Regions from separate parts of the Sus scrofa genome. Here region 2 is linked to region 1. Evidence: chromatin contacts called from public HiChIP or PLAC-seq data. All regions are on one chromosome and are shown on one strand. Each heading gives the region's core, a stretch centred on a gene start, on an enhancer-like site or on the middle of the called end of the contact. The rest is flanking DNA. Distances are from core to core; before and after follow the strand shown.

Region 1 (4,017 bases), core at 708-3,207:
GGCTGTTAAGGGGTGGGATAACTCACAGAGAATGCAATTAGCAAGTGCCAGTACAGATTATGTACTCAATATGTGTTAACAAGTATTACCTGGGCCCATGGTCCCCAAGAATCCTAATCCACTTTGCCAGAGAAGTACCACACTCATTCTGAAACCATGGGTAATGAGTCAAATCCATTTCACCTGCCTTCACTAATCGAGTTTTTTTTTTTTTTTTTTTTTTTGCTTTTTAGGGCCACACCTGTGGCACATGGAGGTTCTCAGGCTAGGGGTCGAATTGGAGCTACAGCTGCTGGCCTACACCACAGCCACAGCAGGATCTGAGCCATGTCTACAACCTACACCACAACTCATACCAACACCAGATCCTTAACCCACTGAGTGAGGCCAGGGAACCATGCAACCTCATGGTTCCTAGGCAGATTTCGTTTCTGCTGCACCACAATGGGAACTCAAGGTCGTTTTAAGACTTGCATCTCCTTCACGTAGCAGAAGCCTACCTGAACAAGATGTTTGACAGAGTTTTTTTTTCCAGGAGCTTGTAGTCGGCTATGTCTAGTTAAAGCTGAGCTGGTTAAGGCTGGATACGACCAAGTAGACATGCTCCTGACCTTCTGACATCAAGAGAGTGGGAAAACTCTACCCTCACTTGGTGCTAAGAGCCTCCATTTTTCAACATGTAGACACTGGCAGCTTAGCTACACTTATGAAGGACTACAATTACCACACCTTTGGCCAACTGCCTTTCCCCTACATTCCCCAGGCCACGCCTCTTCTTTATCCCAGGCCCCTTGCTTTGGGGAAGATGGATCTGAGGTTAGCTCTCCCCCTCCTCCCTTGGCTACCTTGGAATTAAACCCCGTTTTTGCAAACCTCTGCATCTCAGCGTTTGGCTTGCAGCGTGGGGCAAAAGAACCTTGTCCGGTAATAATACCCATTACTCAGCTCACATATTTAATCAGAGGAGTTTGGCAACTGCAGGACTGTCTTCCATCCAGGATCTCCCCTGGGAGTGGTGCCCTGCTAGAGCAGTGAGGAGGCAGCAGTATCGTTTTACGTTTTCGTCCTCTTCGCTGAGGGCAGATTGTCTTTCCCGCTGTACTCTGGTCCATGGCTCTCTGCCCGTGGTACATCAGGGCAGTGTCTGTCTTGCTTTCTGTCAGGCTTCCAGTGCTTTCTTCATACACTGTGTCCTATCCAAACAGAGGGCTTCACCAGGGCTGTCGGTTTGGCCTGGGCCCTTTGATGAGTGGGACCTGAGGAAGCGGACGGTCTTAGGATTCGGAGCTGTGCATGGTGTCCAGGATGACTCCTTAGCGCCAAGGCCAGTGTGGAGCTCAGAAAGTCTAACAGGCCACCTCGGCCCGGCACAGCGTGGGTTTAGGGGTTTGCTCCTGGGCCCTTCTGACTACCTGGTGGTGGCCGCGGGCGCTCCCGGAGGCCGCGGCGTAGCTCCTGAGTGAAGGTGTCTTTGAAGCGCGCAGCGCGGCGACCCAGGGAACCCGCGGGCCCAGCCGCGAGGGCGCGAATGCGTCGGGCCGCGTCCTGGCCACGCAGCTGGGCCTGCAGCAGTGCGAAGGCGGTGAGCTGCGCCGCACGCCGGATAGGCCGCGATTCGGAGAGACGCTCCACCAGCTGAGGGCTGTGCAGCAGGGCCGCCAGCAGCCGCCGTAGAACCATCCTCGGAGCGACTCGGAACCCGGAACACGCCGCTCTTGCTTCTGATCGGCGACGTCAGACAAGGAACCACGTTTGCGTCGGCGCCGCGGAATGACGACACTGCCGCGCTGGGATTGGGTCGCGGGACCTTCACTTTCGGCAGCCGCCTTTAGTGCGTTTCCGGTTCCGCCACCGCCGCGGTGGCCGAATTATTCTTGGGGTGGAAGCGTCGTCGGCTAGGACTCTGCACTATGTCGGGTGGCCTGCTGAAGGCGCTGCGCAGCGACTCCTACGTCGAACTGAGCCAGTACCGGGACCAGCACTTCCGGGTGAGTGAAGCTGGGCCGCGAGAAGGGGAGGTCCCGGGCCAGAATGCTGAGAATTGGCTTGCTTTTGTCTCTTTGTGTCGTCTCCCATTCTCGCTAAGCCGGGCCTCGGTGCCTACTGGGGAGTGGATGCTGAAAGGGCGTTTGGTTATCACCAAATCCCTTTCTCTCCTAGGAGGGGAATTTGAAACTCCCTTTTACATCCCCTGGTAGCTGCTCCCTGTTCCCCGGCCGATGCAGATGGGCGGCTGTAGTAGCGGTAGCTCACATTTTCACAAACTGTGACTTTGCGATGAGGGGAAGGGGTATTCTTTTGATATGTGGAGCGTGTGAAGGCACCTTCTTGACTGAGATACCGGGGCTTTTAATTATTTACCTTAAATTAGATCAGCCTAACTGTGCTTTGGTGTTTCGCATCCATTCCCTTGGGCAGTAAAACGGCCTCACAGAGTTGTACCTGGTGGGTGGGAGACAGAGTTGAGCCTTGCCTCCACCTTTAGGGAGCCCTCCGAGTGGACCATCATGTTAGGTGTCTGATTGTCAAGATTAGAGAACTGCTGAGGGAAATTTTCGGTTGGCCCACATCATAGCAGATTCTGTGGGAAGGGGGAGGCTGCGGGTTTTTAAGGTGAGGTCTTCAGTATCAAAAAAGGTGGGGGTGGGGTGAAGGCGCCACTTATTAACTGTTGGTTATTTGAAAAGTTTATATTGTACTGTTGCTGAAGCCTTTTGCTAAACTCTGGAGGGAGAGGGAAGAGTTTCCACACCCTAAGAGTTCATAATCCTCTAGGGTTTATAGGATTGTAAATGGAAGGACGGTGGAAGTGTAGGGATTTACAGTGGAGGCAGGTAGTCTAGAGCAGAAATGATGAATGGAAAGAGAGGGGCTGTGAGAATTCAGAAAATTCTCCTGTGACTGGGAAAGGAGTGGGCACATAAAGAAGAGGGTAGGTGTGGAGAATGTTTAAAATGTGTTAGTAGGCTAGGGAAACAGGAAATTTGAGGCCAATATCATACCTTAAATAAGTACTTACACTACAGCTATCTTAATTTAAATAAGTACACTACAGTTGTCTTAATTGTAGGCTCTATGTTGGGATACTACTTATATGAAAAGAAAGGAATATGCCTCTTGATCATAATTTTAACAAGTCGGTAATATAAAGTAGTAATATAAATTATTTAATTCTCATTTCAAAGTCCTGAAAAAACCTATTTTTAACATAGAATGATTCCTGTCAACTTTTTAAGGAAATAGGGTATTGAAGACTGGGTTTGGATTCCAGCTACAACTACTGATGAGCTGTGTGACTTGGACAAGTTACTTAGCTCTTTCCTCATGCAGAATGAGAATAGTAAATTAGGACCTACCTCATTCAGCTCTGAGAAGTAAATGAGACTTCATACATGGCAATCTGACCTGTAGTCTCTTGATTCTCCCTAGAGGCAAACGTATTACCTGTCTCTTATGTATGGTAGCTGGGTACATTTATACTTCTAAGAAATATAACTCAGAGCATGTCCTTCACATTGTTCTGTGCCTCCCCCCCCCACTTTGCTCCCTATCTTGGAGATGCTCTGTATCATTGCAGTAGAAATACATTTTTCTAGGGGTTGTATAGTTTTATACTTATTGATGTACCACAATCTTTCATCATTTTCCTTTTGACATGAGTTTAGATGGTTCCTGTTTTTGGTCTACCACTGAATGGGATCACCGAATGAGATTACTCTGAGTCTTGTGCTAAAAGCGTTCAGAGATGGATGCAAAATCTTTTTTTTTTTTTTTTTTTTTCTTTTTAGGGCCATACCTGCCGCATATGGAGGTTCCCAGGCTAGGCGTCGAGTTGGAGCTACAGGTGCTGGCCTACACCACAGGCCACAGCAACTCAGGACACAAGCCTTGTCTGCGACCTATACCTCTACTCACAGCAAAGCTGGATCCTTAACCTGCTGAGTGAGGCTAGGGATCGAACCCACAACCTCATGGTTACTAGTTGGATTGTTTCCACCACGCCACAACGGGAACTCT
Region 2 (4,017 bases), core at 831-3,330, 330 kb after region 1:
CTGCTACCCTAGAAGGATTTCACTCAAGTGAAATGAGAGAAGTGAATTTAGAGAAAGTAGTGTCTGATATTCTGAGGTGAGGTTTTTGGTAAGTCTACTTTAGGAGTAGTTAGACTTGGAAACGCATAAAAGAACAGGAGTTAAATGTTAGCCCAAAACTTGGTAATAGTATAGTAAGAACTGAAATATTTGAAACATGTCAAAATGTTGGTGAAAACATTAATAAGCAATGCATTGTATAGGTGAAATAATATCAAATCAAACTAGAAGAATTGAGAGAATTTACTTATGATAAATATGTGATAGACATTTGTATTTTGGATTATAATTACTGTCTAAACTATTCTGAAATTATAATTCTATACAAATTTAATGAATATGATAATTGGAATTATTTACAAGAAAATAATACTTTCTAAGTGTATAGTGGTTTATGGATTCAATTTGGAATTTAAGACTGTTTCAGTGAAATGATAATTTTTCTTTTTTTTTTGAAAAATGACAGATGCAACATTTATTTTAGGTTCTTTTTAATTTTTTTCTTTTTTGTCACAGCCATGGCATGTGGGAATTCCTGGGCCATGGATTGAACCCATGCCACATCAGTGACCTGAGCCACAGCAGTGACAATGCCAGAGCCTTAATCTGCTAGGCCACCAGAGAACCCCTGACATGTTACTTTTTCCATTTTAGGATTTCTTCAATCTTACGGATTGGCGGAAAATAATTAACAGAAAGTTTGTAAAAGAAACAGATTTATATAGGCTTTGTTCTATGTTAGACACGAATTGGATGATTATCAGTAGAAATGAGCTGCTCAGTTAGTTGTGTGGCCTCTCCATGCCTGTTTGCCTATTTGTAAAATGCTGATATTAATAATACCTACTTGGATTTCCTGCTGTGGCTCAATGGAATTAGCTGTGTCTCTGCAGCGCCAGCACCCAGGTTGAATCCCCTCCCAGCACAATGGCTTAAGGATCCGGCCTTGCTGCAGCTGCAACATAGGTCGCAACTTCAGCTTGGATCTGATTCCTGGCCCAGGAACTCCATATGCCACAGGGCAGCCAAAAACAAGAAAAAAGAATAATAGCACCTCCTTTGTAGAATTATTCTGAGCAAACTAAATAAGTTAATACTATAAGCCCTTAGAACAGGGCCTGATGATGTACATTAAGAGCTCAGTGATTTGTTAGTTGTTTTCACGGTGGTTATCATTTTTTTACAATTACTCGTCAGATGTACTCTCAGTGATTGTGGGAAGGAAAGCAGACTTGGGCAGAAATTTAATTGAAAAAAAAAAAGGAGTGTCTGTCGTGGCACAGCAGAAACAAATCCAACTAGGAACCAGGATTGTGGGTTGTGGGTTCAATCCCTGGCCTCACTCAATGGGTTAAGGATCCGGTGTTGCCGTGAGCTGTGGTGTAGATCGCAGACGTGGCTCAGGTCTGGCATGGCTGTGGCTGTGGCGTAGGCCGGCAGCTACAGCTCCGATTAGACCCCTAGCCTGGGAACCTCCATAAGCTGTTGGTGCGGCGCTGAAAAGACAAACAAAGGCCCCCCCCCGCCAAAAAAAAGAAAAAGAAATTTAATTGAAAAAAAAAAAAGACTTAAAAAACCCAAAAGGCACGGAATTCCCCAAACGGATCCAACTTTAGAAAAAATAAAAAGAGCAGAACTGTTTAGAGGAGGATCCAGAGGAAAGAGTCATTCTGCTTGGAAACCCATCACCAGTCTCAAGCGGCCCCCAGAGGTGTGCCGCCATCCCCTTTCTCCCAGCCAAGTCTGCAATGAATGCGAAATGGCCCGTGGCGGGGGCAGGGGTTTAAGAAAAGCCTCTCCGTGTTACTTGTGAGCGGAGCGGATGAAGAGATACTGGGAGGTAACCAAGGAACCTTAGGAGGGTAAACCAAGGAACCCAACAGCCAAGAGGGTGTTGGGTTGCAGGTCACAAGGATTGAAAGCTGAGGGTGGAAGGAGAGGAGAAATCCAGAAAGGATGTTGCGGTGGGAATTACCACAGACAGCTCCCACAACCAGATGCAGGAAATGGACCACAGCCTCTCCGCGTCACAAAGGCGCCGGGGAGGAGGGGAGATGCTGACGGGAGATCTTCCTCAGGCCCGGCCGGCTGGAGGTCTACGCAGCTCAAACCAGACCGGGAAGCAAGCTCTTGTAACCCGAGACAGAACATGGGCTCTGGCGTCAGACTCTGGCACCGGTGTTCATGCTGCACCACCTGCCAGGAGGACGAACTTGAGCAAGATACTTAGCTTCTCTGGGCCTCAGCCTCCTCACGGGAAAGGCGCCTTTCACACAGCAAGGGCTCAATAGAGCTTAACGAGTATTATTGCTGGTGGGCAATTTCGTCTTCCAGAGAGGAGAGGAAGTAATAAGGGGAACTGCCACTCTGAACCTAAATTTGGCCAAAAGGAGGAATTGGGTGGCAGAGTGGAAGTGACAGGAGCCTTGGGAGAGAGCAACTGTGTCTTTTCAAAGTTTTCGATCGTAAGAGACACGGCAGGACACTGTTAGATGTGTTCTCCAGATTTTCACCGTTAAAAAACAAAACAAAACAAAACAAAAAACATGGCTTGAGACTTTAGAGAGATGCTCAAGAATCTGGTTTTCTTCTTAAGAACATTTGCTTTACCTGTGAAATCTCAAGTCTGTAAAAAAGCGGAAGGGACTCAAAGAAATCATAGTTACATATGTGTTTGTTTATTTGATGGTAAGAAAAAGTGAGCCAAAGATGGATGGGGATGGAGCAGAACCACTGACGGACACTAAGAGGTGGAACAGATGTCTAATTTGCTTTTGAGAAAGTGAAAGCCTCACATGAATTGAGGCCTGTAAAGGGCTTCATAAAGTCATATTCAAAGCAAAAAGGGGATACATTTTTTTGTGGTCAAAGTTGTCATGTTGGTGGGTGACAAAGAGAAAGCAGAACTCAGTTTGTATTTTGCTTCTGTTTTCTCTGTCACAGGGAATGTTCTTAGAACAGAAACGCCCAGGGGAAAAGTTAAGCCGAGGTGGGAGGGAAAAATTGCAGAAGACAACCCCAGCGTTTCTCTTTGAATTCCAAGAATGTGACCAGCCACATTATTTGCCAGAGTGTGGGGAGACATGCAGATGAATTATCCTTGAGGCACTGTCTAAGGGACAGACCTCTGGAGACAGGCACTTACTGCCATTTCAAAACAGTGAGAAAATTCACTTCCACACATCATAAGCCAGTGTATTTATGGCTAGTACCAGACTCAAAATGCATTATTACTGAGATGGCTCATGGGTACCTCAAAGAGACAGCAGTCACTAGGGCTAGAGAACATTTCCATCCCTGCCATTTGGTCCCCAGGGAGGTTTGCAATACTGACATTTCAAATGAATGATACTAATACTGATGAATTCTCAGCAGGAAGGCGCGTTCTGGAATACACACCACTAAATCAATTTAGGTCCCTGATCATCTTTCTATGACACTTATTTGAAATAGTTCCATTTTTATCCACTTTTATCTTGATTCAACTGAAATATTTTTACCAGGATCAATTCTTTTCTTTTCTTTTCTTTTTTTTCTTTTTGCCTTTTCTAGGGCCATTCCCCCGGCACATGGAGGTTCCCAGGCTAGGGGCCCAATTAGAGCTATTGCTGCCGGCCTACGCCAGAGCCACAGCATCGTAGGATTCAAGCAGCGTCTGTGACCTGCACCGCAGCTCACGGCAATGCAGGATCCTTAACTCACTGAGCAAGGCCAGGGATTGAACCTACAATCTTATGGTTCCTAGTCAGATTCATTAACCACTGTGCCATGATGGGAACTCCAGTACCAGTTCTTTTTCACCTACATTTTAAAATTTCATTTCTCAGTTTCTCTTCTGTAGGATCTATATCAAATTTTACTAATGTTTCTGCCATGTTCAGTGACATTGTGCTTGTCCTTCCAGCCTCCATCCATTTCCTTATTCCTGAAGACTACACCAACTTTTGTCTAGGAACCACATATCCACCAGGCAATCCA

What was found. HiChIP or PLAC-seq counts read pairs in DNA pulled down with a chosen protein or histone mark.
Region 2: an H3K27ac HiChIP or PLAC-seq map of alveolar macrophages shows a contact between it and region 1. The contact joins two enhancer-like sites. A contact is called at or near these places in 1 of 47 Hi-C or Micro-C datasets (embryonic fibroblasts) and 1 of 2 datasets of contacts at active chromatin or transcription factors (alveolar macrophages).

What each region holds. Positions count from the first base shown.
Region 1 is chr13:133,181,169-133,185,185 of Sscrofa11.1, forward strand. It overlaps PIGZ (GPI mannosyltransferase 4), which reads left to right. Exons shown (of 7, transcript XM_021070121.1): 4 at 1-1,988. It overlaps NCBP2 (nuclear cap-binding protein subunit 2), which reads left to right. Exons shown (of 5, transcript XM_003358764.5): 2 at 1-1,988. The coding sequence starts at 1,911. Among named protein-coding and RNA genes, the nearest start is that of NCBP2, 6.0 kb to the left of the region's middle. Within about 2 kb of position 1,958, at least 67 of the 83 cell types and tissues checked have an H3K27ac peak or open chromatin away from gene starts, as enhancers often do. A contact at or near this core is called in alveolar macrophages, where this site is marked.
Region 2 is chr13:133,507,696-133,511,712 of Sscrofa11.1, forward strand. No RefSeq gene overlaps it. Among named protein-coding and RNA genes, the nearest start is that of NRROS, 13 kb to the left of the region's middle. Within about 2 kb of position 2,081, at least 23 of the 83 cell types and tissues checked have an H3K27ac peak or open chromatin away from gene starts, as enhancers often do. A contact at or near this core is called in alveolar macrophages, where this site is marked.